Regions from separate parts of the Mus musculus genome. Here regions 2 and 3 are each linked to region 1. The links are chromatin contacts, called in public ChIA-PET and promoter capture Hi-C maps. All regions are on one chromosome and are shown on one strand. The core of a region is the stretch at or near the end of the contact, and the rest is flanking DNA. Distances in the headings are between cores, read along the strand shown. Region 1 holds the start of Hacd3 (3-hydroxyacyl-CoA dehydratase 3). Region 2 overlaps Igdcc3 (immunoglobulin superfamily, DCC subclass, member 3). Region 3 has its middle 17 kb from the start of Gm36365.

Region 1 (4,328 bases), core at 698-3,197:
CTCTTAACAGACACTGACACACACGGCAAAGAGTAGTTACAGTAAGCTTCGTTTTAGCTACAGGTGGGCTCTCTGGTAAGTTCTCCCAGTAAAAGGCAGACAAGAAGCCTTCTCATCTCTGGAAGTCATTTCCAACTCAACAAAAGAGAGGCAAAGAATACACCAAACCCCAGCTTTACCAACAGACATGTTCATGAACAACCTTTTTTGTTTGTATGTGATATGCTTCCTTTTGGACAGAATGCCCTGGAAAAGGTGCCTGGGCCTGGGAAAGTGGAGCTCGTCTGACTCATCTCTGTAAATCTGTGGTGTGGTATACATGGTGTTGACATGTTCTTTTAAAACTAACGCCTCAGACTAGCAGACGTGAAGCCCCAGAAAGATAAAGCCTCCATAGGGGTGAGGGACTCGTTCTTCCCAAAATTTCTTAAAAAGGACTTTTCTCTCCAAAAGAAATGTTCTCCTTTCTTCTCCACCTTCACAGTGTTCACTGTTAACGTGTTTCAAACTCGAATCTCTGGGCATGGTGGTGCACACTTGGAATCCCAGCACTCAGGAGGCAGAGGCTGGCAGATCTCTGTGAGTTCCAGGCCAGCCTTGGTCTACATAGTAAGTTCCAGGCCAGCCATAACTATATAGCATGACTGTCTCCAAAATACAAAAATAAAAATTAAAAACAAAAACTTTTTTTTCTATTTTAGCAAAGAATCTTGTAGCAGAGTAGAGAACAATAGCACAGAGAATTATTCATCCTATTCTAGAGTAGCATTTATTCGGGTTTGCTTACACCTTAAATGAAATTTACTGCTTACTCAAAGACATTCTGGCCAGTATTAGCTTCATCGTTCACAAGGGGAAATTATTTACATTCCAGAAGCAAAGATTAGACTCAAGTGGACATGGGCACCTAGACCCTGCAAGAAAATAGACCAGATGAATTGATGAATTCAGACAGGTATCTAACTGCGAGCAAGAAACAGTTCAGAGGAATGAAGATTACAATACCATGGATGTCAAGGAGACTAGGGAAAGAACATTCCAGACCAAAACCACTCGCTTCACACAGAATACTGGATGGTCTGGTTAGAGACATGGGAAGTTCCCAGGGATTTGATTTGCTCACATTAATAGGTAAACGTGGTGAAATGAATACTTAATGTCACACGATAATTTCTTTACGCAACTTGCTAAGGCTGAGCTCGCAGCCTTAAAGAGAGGATGGAAATCATTTCCTTGGTGAGCGGAGGTGTGGTGTAGATTTCTATCACTGAACGGTTGGGGGGTTGCCCCCCGCCCAGCCCAGCGACGGGCCTTGAGAAGGTCAATGGGCCGCCCGGACTAAACCTCAGAGGCCAGCGCTGACGTCCTGCTACCGCACAACAGGCCACTGTCAAGCCGCACTTTAGACCCACGGAGCTCATCCCACAATTCAGAGGGCCTTAGGCAACCCGAAGGCCAGCCGCCGGCTTCCAGGACTCTGCTGAGGCTCCCCAGGGCGCCTACCAGGAACAAAGGGGATACCGGGGCCAAGCGCAGAACGCCGGACGGCACCTGCAGCCCCTAAGGGAGACCGGGGCGCTCCACTCGCGGTTCCTGCTGGCGCACTGCAGGAGCGCAAACGCACAGGGCGGCCGACGGGGACCGGGGGGCCCCCGATCCTGCGCGCAGCCCGCAGCCCGGCCTTTACCTGCACGTCACTCAGCTCCACGCGCAGATACAGCTCGCGGTGTCGCTGAGCCCAGTAGACATGCGGCGTCAGCACTTGAGTCTCCATGGCCCACGCTGTCCGGGGGAGCGGGGAGGCTCGGCTTGCTGCGCCTCGTTACCTCGGCCTGTGAGCCGCTGGAGCTAGCAGAACGCAGGCCTCAGACCCGCACGCTCCGCAGCCCGCAGCCCGGCTGTCTCGAGATAACCCACGCTCGCGGCTCGCGCTTGCGCAGTGAGGACCGGGGCGGGAGGGCGGGGCGAACCCAGCGAGGGAGAGGACGGGGCGGGACGTGGGAGAGGCTAGCGGCTGCGCCACGTGATCAGCGGCTCAGTGGCCTTCGGATCAGAGGCTTTTGAGCTCCTCGCTTACCTCCTGTGGCGCTTCAGAGAGGTCCTTGCACAAGAACATGAAAGTGAGAGGCTCTAATCTACAAAGAAAGGGCGGATTGGCGGCGTATGAAGAGGCTTGTGTGCAAGGATCCCTTCCAAGTTTTTTTGTATGATCGCAGCGTTTAGTGAGAACCCACTTCCTCCCTGGGCTTCAAGGCCACACACAGAAAGACAGATGAGCCATTCAAGACATACATTGGTGTTGCTTTTTTTTTTTCTTCCTTCCTTCCTTTCTTTCTTCTTTCTGTCTGTCTTACTATGTAGCTCTAGGTGACCTGAAATTCACTTGGTAGACCAGATCCAGGGACCTGTCGTCTGCTTTTGCCTCCCTTGTGATTTAAAGGTGTGCAACACCTCCCCTGGCCTCAGGCTTCCTGTTTTAAGAGAGATGGTTTCCATTCACTGCCCAACAAACAGAACAGCCCATTCGTTATAGCTATCTACATGAACTAATAAGCAAACAAACAAATCAGTTCCTTGGCATCCCTAGCCCCGTCCTGAGCATTTGAGGACCTGGATGCTGCAGACAGGCACTCTACTATAACCTCAGCTCCTTGTAGTGTCATCATCTGTTTCTAAGTTTTTCTGTAAAGGAGCACAGCTATTATGGGCCCATTTCCAGGGAAATCAATAAGGAGACAGAGACAGAGAGACAGAGATTAGTAAGAGGACTAGAGGACTAGAGGACTATAGCCTAGTCGGTAGTGGGTTTGATCCCCAATAGCACATAAATCAGGACTAGTGGTGAACACCTGTAATCTCAGCACTTGAGATGTTCAGAAGTGCAAAGTCATCCTTAGTTACGTACTGAGTTCAAGGCCAACCTGAACAAACAAAGGAAAGGGAAATAAAGTAGAGTTTATCATCCAGGCTAAAAAGTACACGGTGGTGGGGCAGGGTGAGGGAGACTAGAAGGCAAGGCCAGGGGCAGGGGGATGGGAATAAGGCTTTTATGATGATGTCAGTCAAATGAAAAAGAAACCACACTGTCCTCTCTAGAGACTGCCCCCCCCCCTCCTAGCCCTGTTTGGCTCAGGGCCATGTCTCCCTTCTCAGAGATCAGTCATTACTCCTGCAGAAAGCTTTCATTTGGTCCTTGACACTGATAAAGGCTATTGCCAGGACGTACGCCTAGTTTCTGCTGTTGGCAAGAGATCCTGCTTGGCTCTGATGTTCACCTTTTTACAGACTCTTCTGATGCTTGAAGGACTTAGAGGAGGAGCTGCTGTAGATGGGGATGTAGATTATTTGGTAGAGCACTTGTCCAGCACACACAAAGCCTTGGGTTGGATTCCCAGAACCACCAGGCCACGTATACCAATGGTCCACGTATGTAATCCTAGCACTTGGAAGATGGAGGCTAGAGGATCAAGCGCTCAAGGTCACCTGGCCTGGGATGCACGAAGCCATGTATGAAGCAAAAAAGAGAGGGTGAAGGGAGTTGCTGAATTCAGCAATTTGGATCCTCACCTATGCACAAAACATCTAACCAGTTATCTATAACCAAAACCAAGTTTGTCTGTCTAAGCCACAAAGGGAGAAACACTGACTGAATAAACCCAGGCATCTAGTGGGCAACAATCAGATCGTATACCTATAACCTCCTAAGTATGCCAGAAAGGTCAATAACTGCTCCCAACCTTTACCAGAAAGATCAGCTCATCAGTTACAGTTTAAAGGAAATCACACAGTTGTCCCCACCTGAGTTGACACCATCCTTCCATTACCTGCCTTACATGTTGGCTGTGGCCTTTTCCCCATATTTTCTCCTTCCCATCTGATAACTCTAGTTCTCTTAGCTGTTGATGTGATTGCCAAACACAGACACTTGGCAAATATTTGTGTGTAAATAGTGCATCAAGAGTGGGCGTAAAACACAGAGTAAAATTCATGCATTCATTTGCACGGCCTAAGACATTGCTGTAAGTATATGCATGAGAACAATCAGTATGGGGAGAGGGGGAAACTGAGTGCCCAGTGGACTAGGGTGGGAGAAGACATTTCACCATATTCCTTTTTATCCTTAAAGCTAGTGTGTGTGCATGCGTGTACATAGTCATATAGCTGTGTGCATGGGGTGCTATATGTGTGTCTGTGGGTATATGTGAATGTGTTCATGCATGTGTTTGGAAGCTAGAGATTAATATAGGTGTCTTCCTCAGCCACTTTTTGAAACAGGATCTCTCACTGAATCTGGAGCTCATTGACTTGACTGTGCTGGCTGGTGAAGA
Region 2 (4,270 bases), core at 1,675-4,174, 160 kb after region 1:
GGTCCCAGAGTCTCTACCACTCCTGAGCCCCAGGTTGATCCTCAGGCCTCTGGCCAAGCACAGCCTTTGGCCTGAGGCAGGGCAGTCTGACCTCTGAATGCTCCCAGGGGAGTCTCTCATCAAGCCTAATGGGGACCCCAGCTGGACCACTTGCCTTCCCCTCCCAAAGCCAGGCCCCCAGTCCTGTCCACAGGAACTTTACCCATGGGGAGATACTCGTGATTGATCACCTACACAGCACCAGAAACACATACCGGCCGTGGTAGCTGGCCTGATCCAAACCCCTACTGTGGTCCAGATGGGGTCAGGCCACATCCAGGAGACAGCACCAGGCTTCCCAGCAAACACACAGCCCAGAATGCGTGTCCAGGGAGCTGTGCACACCCATCTACCATAGTCCCGGGAGGCCATCAGAGAGGAGGAGGCTGGGAAGGGGATTTTTTTATGCATGTTTATATTTAATGAACCATATGCAAATGAGATGGGGATGGCCACAAAGGAGCCAGCCCCCAGAGACTCTTGAGGGGAAGGCACAAAGGCTCAGCCTCATCCTTTCAAGCTGCTGAGCTGCCATGGAGTCCAGAGCAGGACTGCGGATTGAGGGAGCCTGAGAGGGAAGGAACACTGGGGCCATGAGGAGGGCTGTCTAGGCATGCCAGGGAGCCCAGAGCAGAAACAGCCAGCAACAAGCTCCGGGGGTGCCTGCTGCTGGTGGGGGGGCACTCCTTCTGGGAGGGAGAAAACCACTGTCCCAATTGATGGAGTGCCAGAGGGGAGTGGCTGCAGCCTGGACAGATGGTGTACCGCCTTCCTGCACTTGAAGCAAAGTGGATTTTAATGAAATCTCAGTCCCAACGCTGAAGCTGGGAACTCACACAGGAGGGGCTCTCCCCCACCCCCCCAGGTCTGCAGTGTGGGCCCGAGCCAGGGTGGGAACAGGGTGGGAAGAACACTTAACCAGCTGGGGGTACAAGGGGGCACCATAGCCCCCTCTGCAGATCAGAGTTTAAGTGTGAGTCTGATTCCCCCCTCCCAAGGTGGGGAGGGGGGCCTTGAATATTTATGACACATTGAAATGTAGATTGGAAGGTTTGATAGTCTTCTGAGAGGGCCTGTCACCTTGCATGGATACACTACCCTCTTGGGGCGCTTGTGGAAACTGCAGAAACTGTACGGGCAAGGAAGGAAAGAAAGGGTAAAAGGCCACTTGCCAAGGAGAGTCTGGCAGAACTACTATTGATGACCCTACTAGGTAATGGTGGATAAACCAGCATGCTCTCTGGGCCTCGGTTTCCACTTCTGTAGAATGGGACTCATACTGCTCAGGTCACAGCAGATAAACATATACCAGCCAACGTGGGAACAGTGCCTGCCTGTGTCTAGGTGGCCTCCATGAGTGAGGTTTGAGAGAGCCTTCCCTCCTATGGGACCTCCCACAGCCTGCACATACCCTGTTAGAGCTTCTTCTTCCTGGAGTTGGTCTGCCAGGCTTGTCAGCCCTACAGCCAAGGGAAGCCATGAATTCAGTCTGATACAATGTTGTAAATGTATTTAAAACATTATGGGTTTTTTCGTTGCGTTTTTGGCCTCCTTTTGGTAAGTCCTATCTATCTCACTTAGGAGCTTTGTAGTGACCACGTCTTATCTCAGTGTCTTCTATCCAGGTATCTTAATGATTATGTCACCTCGGGTTGGAGTGTGCCCACGCGTGATGGGGAGGGCTGAAGGAAGAGCTGCTATGTCCCCTAAGCTACTGTCCTGCCTCAAGAAGACACTGCTCCTCAGAGGGTGACCCCTCAGTTCTCTCCATCTGCACCTCCACTTTATCCATCTCCCCTTTTCTGTCTCCCCAGCTATGTCCGACTTCCACGTACACCCCCAGGCCGTCACGGGTGAGGAGGGTGGTGTGGCCCGCTTCCAGTGCCAAATCCATGGGCTTCCCAAGCCCCTGATCACATGGGAGAAGAACAGAGTTCCCATTGACACGGACGATGAGAGGTGAGCCTCTTGTGGGAAGGACAGGGGATAACTGGGAAGCTGACTTGGGATAGACTACAGGCTGGGACAGTGCTATTATGTAAGCTGCAGTCAGAATCATGGGTCCGAGTGGCTTACTAGGCCCAGATTCTAGGCTCATGAGATTGTGTAAGAGTATTGTGTGTGTTGTTATCAAGACTAGGAGGGTATGTTCTCCTGGGAGGGTCTCAGTAATCATCTGTGATCACAGCAATAAGGTTGGGTTAGTGCCCATGTCTCCATTTATATCCCCATGGCTTGAGGTTGCAACAGCTGTGCTGATAGTCAACAATGCCCTCCCCTCACAGGTACACACTACTGCCCAAGGGAGTCCTGCAGATAACAGGACTTCGGGCTGAGGACAGCGGCATCTTCCACTGTGTGGCCTCAAACATTGCTAGTGTGCGGGTCAGCCACGGGGCCAGGCTCACTGTGTCAGGTGAGCTCCTTTGGCCTGCCAGGTTCTCTCAGCCACCCCAGTTGGTCTACTCCCAGACACACCTAGTTCCCCAGTGAGACCACGTGTATACAGAGGTCCTTTGAGCATAAGCCCACAAGCCAAAGGCGCCTGAGACTGGTTGCCAGTCCGCTCTTTCTGGGAAGCATGTCTTCCCTGAGCTCTCCCAAGTCTAGAGGTCTGGCTGGGAGAGGAAGGACGATTGTCAGGACCCGCAGGTTCCCCAACATCTCTCTCCTTGTTTTTCAGGACTTGGTTGGGGGTTGGTGCGTACCCTGGGTCATGATGGGGCGGGCTGGCGAGAGTGAGGGAGTGAAAAAGCTTCCAACTGAAATAAGGAAATGTGGGTTTCTCCTCCCAGGCTCGGGCTCAGGGACCTACAAGGAGCCCACCATTCTTGTGGGGCCTGAGAACCTCACCCTGACAGTGCACCAGACTGCGGTGCTGGAGTGTGTCGCCACGGGCAACCCGCGCCCCATTGTGTCCTGGAGCCGCTTGGGTGAGCCTTATCCATAGTCCCTGCTCTCTGGCCAGCCTGCCCCCCGAGAGGGCTGGTCTCACGGTCTCATCACCCAGCTCTGGGGGGCTTTACATTGTATTTGTTTTCAGCAAGGGTCAATCCGATCCCCTCCCTGTGGCCTGGGGAGGGGTTGAGTTTCTCTGGAGGTCAGCCTGCTGCTACATTCTCTCTCTCCCTGCGGGGCTGGCTTAGTTCCCTGGGTTACCGAGTACAAGCTGTCCTGTCTCTCTAGCCCCTAGAACTCTCGGCAGCACCCAGTGCCTCCCGCCCCACCCTCTGTGCCTGGTCACACCCCCGCTATGCAATCCTCAGCCTTCAAAATCTCAGCAAGCAACCCACTCTGGCTCTGCCCTGGCCCGTCCCCCCTCCCCTCCTGCCGCGCTTGCCTGCTCCCAAGTCTGCCCAGCCGGAATCCCCAGGCAGCTGAAGAAAGCAGTGAAAGGGTGCAGATGGGCCACTAGTCTGAGCCGAAAGGTCACTGGGGGAAGGAGCCTCTAGAGGGGGTGGGGTGGGGTCACATTCACAGGGAGACTGTGCCGCACTAGCAGCTGAGTGATGGGGGAAGGAGGGGCCGTGTGGGATAATGGAGTAGATTTCACCACTTCAGGGCCTGAATGGGGAGCTGTCTCCTTGTGTTCTGGCTGTGCTAATCTGATCCCTGGGGTGGGGGGAGGGCCTGGGTCCCAGGGAGAGGCTGGAAAGAGCAGGCTACCATCCGGAGCCACTAGGCACTTCAGGGGCCATCTGCTCCCTCGTTTCCCAAGCTATGGCCTAGCAGGAGAGAAAAAATGGCTCAGGGGTCTAATTCGTGTGGGGAACAAAGTTAACCAAGGCCCTTCCTCCCAGAGCCTTTATATTCCTGGGCATGTCTCAGCATCCTAGATAGAACAGATATCAAGCCGCAGAATTTAACAACGGCTGATCAAATTCAGATCCTCTGTGGAATTTAAGGTAGTGATTCTCAACCTTCCTGATGTTGTGACGCTTCAATGCTGTTCCTCATGTTGTGGTGACCCCCCAATTATAAAATTATTTCGTTGCTACTTCATAACTGTAGTTTTGCTACTATTAGGAACCATGGTGTAAATATCCATGTTTTCTAGAGGTCTTGGGCAACTCCTGTGACAAGGTTGTTAGACTCCCAAAAGGGTCACAACCCATAGGTTGAGAACTGGGCTAGAAGGTCTGTAATCCCAGCACCTAGGAGTCTAGGATCTAGGAGAAGGATCTCACCCCAGGCTATGCAGTGAGATGCTGTCTAAAACCCAAAGCAAACA
Region 3 (4,438 bases), core at 1,703-4,202, 230 kb before region 1:
GAGAGCACAACAAGATTTCTTTGGGCTTGTTTATTTTATTTTTGGAGACAGGGTCTCTCTATACATAGTTGTGGCTGTCCTGAAACTTGCTCTGTAGAGAAGGCTGACCTCAAACTCACAGAGATCCGCCCGCCTCTGCCTCCTGAGTTCTGGGATTAAAGGCACTGGCCAGCCTTTCACTCTACCCCAGGTTGACCTGAAACTCCTATATATAGCAAAGGCAAGTCATAACCCTACAACTCTCTGTCTCCACCATGCCCACTGCTGCTACCTGCTCCTCCTCCTCTTCCTTCATCTTTCCCTCCTCTTCTTCTTCCTCCCTCTTTTCCTCTTCCTCCTCCTCTATTCTTCTTTATACTTAATCTTAGCCAAAAGGCTGAGAAAATTTTGTGTGTGTGTGCACTCATGATTCTGTGTAAGTGATTGTGTGTTTGCATGTATATGGGCACAGGTATGGTTTTTTTGTATTGTATTGTTTTGTTTTGTTGCTGTTGTTTTTTGGTTGGGGTTTTTTTTTCCTGTCTTTTTTTTAGATAGGGCTTTTTACCTATCCTGAAACTCACCAACTAGGCTAAGTTAGTTGGCAAACTAGCCCTAGAAACCCAACTTTCTCTGACTCTCCAGTGCTGTAATTATAAGCACGTACCACCACATCAGGCTAAGGTGCTCAAACTCAAGTCCTCTGGCTTATAAGGTAAACACTTTATCAATTGAGCAATCTTCCCACTGTTGTTGTTGTTGTTGTTGTTGTTGTTGTTGTTGTTGTTGTTCTTCTTCTTCTTCTTCTTCTTCTTCTTCTTCTTCTTCTTCTCCTCCTCCTCCTCCTCCTCCTCCTCCTCCTCCTCCTCCTCCTCCTCCTCCTCGTCCTCCTCCTCCTTCTTTTGAGACAGGGTTTCTCTATGTATTCTCGGCTGTCCTAGAACTCACTCTGTAGACCAGGCTGCCCTCAAATTCAGAGATCTGCCTACCTCTGCCTATCAAGTGCTAGGATTAAGGGCATGCATCACTGCTGCCTGGCCATTTTTGCTTTTTAAAATAATTGCAATATAACTTTTGTATGGTAAAGTGCACCAATCTTCAGTCTCCACCATTCAGATCTAAATATCGAATATTCCCTAAGGCGCTCTATCCTGGTTGTGGATCAGCACCTTCCAAGGCTAACTCCATTTGACATCTAAAACCACAAATTAGTTTTGCTTGGTTTTGAACTCCATTCTAGCAGCATCAGGCAGCATGTAATATTCTTCATCTGTCTTCTTCTACTCAATGTTGTGCTTGGGGGGTGGTTAACTGTACTTTTAAAAAGCCAGCTCACCTTCTGATTCATGTCCTCAGGGAGTCTCTCAAAATCAGGTTCAAAATACACCAGCTGTACATGGGATGTGTGGTCTTTTATAAAAGCAGTTTAAGAAAAGAACTTTTTCCTCATCACTAGACTCAAATAACATGTGTGCTCCTGGCCAGCTCCTTCTGCTCTCGCACCACCAGTTTTTCTCCTCATCTCTGCTTCTAAATGGGCTCTGATCTCTCCAGGTATTCTTTTTTCCCTCTCTCTCTGTTAGTGGCTAAATAGCCTGAGTAGTTTCCCCCCACTTATTATATCCAGCATTCCTCACCAGAGCTCTACAATCATCCATATAAAAGCTGGAAATGGCCCCAAGCTATCATCCAAGAAGCCTTCTGTCATGAGCAAGAAAAGCATTCCTATGCCCTATTTTCAGATTCAGCAGACGTTTGCCGAGCGCAAATAAGCGTTCACGTGTTTTGCCAGGTATTATGGAAGATGACAGAAATAAAACAGACCCTTGCGGCTTCTATGTTCCTGTACTTCCAGTCCAGCAAAGAAGCCAGGTTGCACAGATAGCTACATGAGAGAGCATGCCATAGCATGCAAACTGGAGGGGCCTGAGGAAAGCAGGTTGATGGAGTGGGAAGGGGCGCACACATGAGAGGATAGAGGGCGAGCAGAATCAGTATGCATTATATACATGATGAAATTATCAAGGAATACATTTAATTTAAAAAAAGAATTAAGGGGGCTGGAGAGATGACTCAACAATTAAGAGTTTGCTGCTTTTCCAGAGGGCTTGAGTTTAGAGCCCTGCATCTGTGTCGGGAAGCTTACACCTGCTTATAGCTTCAGCTACAGGGGACTCAATGTCTTCTTCTGGCTTCCGCAGACATCCAAAGATGTATAAGCGCTCGCCCGCCCACCCACCCACACAAACAAATACATAAATAAAATAAATGTGTGAATTTTTCTTTAATGTGGCAGGAGAGATGGCTCAGAGGTTAAGAGCAATGGCTGCTCTTGTGGAGAACTTGGATTCTGAATTCCCAGCAACCATGAGCCTGCTCATCAATTCCTGAATGTTCAGTTCCAGGGGACCCAATGCCTTCTCCTGCCCTCTTCAAGCTGCTCCATGCACTCATTACACAAGAATTCACACAAGTGGATGTGCACACACACACACACACACACACACACACACACACACGAAAATAAGCAATTTCTAATTGGCTAACCACTGAACATTCTCTCCGAGTCCCTAGGATTTTTTTTTTAAATTTAATCTTCTTGATTGTTGCTAGTGGGAGGTACAGTATGAATTTCCAGCCTGCCATATGCCAGGAACAGAACTCTCAAAACTCAACTTGACATATATGACAATATATAGAAATGTAAGTTTATAAATAAATACATGTAAATTATAAATCTGATGTCCTATCCTGTTTGAATGATAATTACATTTTTCTTTCTGCTACCAAAGCTTTAAATGGGACAAAAGTGATTGAATTAGAGAGAGCCCATGGTACCAAAACTGAACTAGCTCCTGATGAAAGACATTAACGTGCTAAAATGCCAATAGGTTCACGTGGTTATACCAAAGCAACCCAAAGACCGACTAGTGACCACAGTGTTTAAAATATTTCTCAGAAGATGACTACATGGAAACAGAATAACACGTCAGTCGGATGGAAAGAGCTACGTTTCCATAGTTACGTTAAAACATAACAAGCACGAAGGGGAAACGTCTTTTGGTGGTTGATAAGCAAAAGGGAAGTGAGTCTTGTGCTAAAGTGTTACCAAGTTGTTTTTTTTTTTTTAAGAAAATTTCATTGCATTTATGTATTTTTGTGCGTTTATGATGGGTTTCACAGCGTGTATGTGTGTGGGATGTGGGGTGGGGAGACAGGGACGGCACTCAGAGGATAGCTTTTCAGGAGTCCGTTATTTCCTTCCTTTATGTGGGTTTCAGGATGCAGCTCAGGTTCTCAGGCTAGGCAGTGAGTATCTTTACTCACTGAGCTATCTCACTGGCCAAAGGTGTGTTTGTTTGTTTGTTTGTTTGATTTCTTTATTTTTTATTGGTTATTTTATTTATCTACTTTTCAAACGTTAGCCCCTTTCCGGGTTTCCACTCTGAAAGTCCCCCATCCCACCCCAGCCCCCGCCTCCTCGAGGGTGCTCTCCCCCGCCCCCAACATTCCCCCCACCCACTCCCTCCTGCCCCACTACCCTAGCATTTCCCTACACTAGGGCATCAAGCCTTCAGGACCAAGGCCCTCCCCTCCCATCGATGCCCGACAAGGCCAAACATCAGATCAAGAGGGAACGTTTAAGATCTCCCGTCATCCTGCCATCCTTGCTCAAATCTAAGAGCATTTGTGGACAAACCACACATATAGTGACCGCTAAGACTTGATGTTTCTGTCATGTAAAAAAACAGTGCAGACACCTGTTATTTGTGGTTTAATTCTGTTATTTGTAGCTTTTATATGGAAACAAATTCAGTGAAATTCAAGCAAGGGAAGGAGAGTTACTCTTAGCCCCATATTATATTATACCTGTTCCTAACTTGAAAAAAAATTATAATCATATCAAATTAGGCCTGCAGACCTGTCCAATCATGTTTTCAGGCATTAGGTATCCAGGAAGTGTTTGTTAAAGCAATTGCTTAATGGACAATATACAGTCTATTATTTTAAAGAAAGTATAGTGGTGATAAGAATATTGCCTTGAGGAGAGATGGCTCAGCGGGTAAGGGCACTGACTGCTCTTCCAAAGGTCCTGAGTTCAAATCCCAGCAACCACATGGTGGCTCACAAACATCCGTAATGAGATCTGACTCCCTCTTCTGGGGTGTCTGAAGACAACTACAGTGTACTTACATATAATAAGTAAATAAATCTTTGAAAAAAAAAAAGAATATTGCCTTGAGTAGTGTGGGGAAAACATGAACTAAGGAGGCCGGCTGGAGCTCGGTGCCTATTCTCGGACTCTCTCCTGCTGTGGACTTGGGTAATCTGTAACTACTCTGGAACCCAGTTTCCTCATCACTTGCTCTATTTTTGGGTCAAACTGCACGGACGCTGCCTGTGCATGCTGCATGATTTCCCAACTCACTCTCCTTGTCTTTATAGTTACTTCTCTAAC

Evidence for each region. Promoter capture Hi-C pulls out the DNA fragments that hold promoters and counts their contacts. ChIA-PET counts read pairs in DNA pulled down with a chosen protein or histone mark.
Region 2: a contact with region 1 is called in a promoter capture Hi-C map of embryonic stem cells, with 5 times the contacts expected there. The contact joins the enhancer-like site here to the promoter of Hacd3 in region 1. A contact is called at or near these places in 8 of 39 promoter capture datasets (embryonic stem cells, neural stem cells, pre-B cells and 1 more), 1 of 15 datasets of contacts at CTCF or cohesin (embryonic stem cells), 12 of 484 Hi-C or Micro-C datasets (embryonic stem cells, epiblasts, extraembryonic endoderm stem cells and 3 more), 12 of 115 datasets of contacts at active chromatin or transcription factors (astrocytes, embryonic limb bud, embryonic stem cells and 4 more) and 2 of 9 other capture datasets (adipose tissue and embryonic stem cells).
Region 3: a contact with region 1 is called in an RNA polymerase II ChIA-PET map of memory CD8 T cells, with 176 read pairs. The contact joins the enhancer-like site here to the promoter of Hacd3 in region 1. A contact is called at or near these places in 2 of 39 promoter capture datasets (fetal liver and pre-B cells), 2 of 484 Hi-C or Micro-C datasets (CD4 T cells and liver), 7 of 115 datasets of contacts at active chromatin or transcription factors (the 230-238 cell line, the HPC-7 cell line, effector CD8 T cells and 3 more) and 1 of 9 other capture datasets (adipose tissue).

Annotation. Positions count from the first base shown.
Region 1 is chr9:65,019,770-65,024,097 of GRCm38.p6, forward strand. Hacd3 (3-hydroxyacyl-CoA dehydratase 3) reads right to left here and starts at 1,948. Exons shown (of 11, transcript NM_021345.2): 1 at 1,688-1,948. The coding sequence starts at 1,774.
Region 2 is chr9:65,175,542-65,179,811 of GRCm38.p6, forward strand. Igdcc3 (immunoglobulin superfamily, DCC subclass, member 3) reads left to right here. Exons shown (of 14, transcript NM_001357257.1): 3 at 1,854-1,998; 4 at 2,325-2,455; 5 at 2,835-2,972. Among named protein-coding and RNA genes, the nearest start is that of Gm40527, 16 kb to the right of the region's middle. Within about 2 kb of position 2,925, at least 94 of the 459 cell types and tissues checked have an H3K27ac peak or open chromatin away from gene starts, as enhancers often do. A contact at or near this core is called in adipose tissue, astrocytes, embryonic stem cells and 5 more, where this site is marked.
Region 3 is chr9:64,786,514-64,790,951 of GRCm38.p6, forward strand. No RefSeq gene overlaps it. Among named protein-coding and RNA genes, the nearest start is that of Gm36365, 17 kb to the left of the region's middle. Within about 2 kb of position 2,953, at least 140 of the 459 cell types and tissues checked have an H3K27ac peak or open chromatin away from gene starts, as enhancers often do. A contact at or near this core is called in the 230-238 cell line, the HPC-7 cell line, adipose tissue and 6 more, where this site is marked.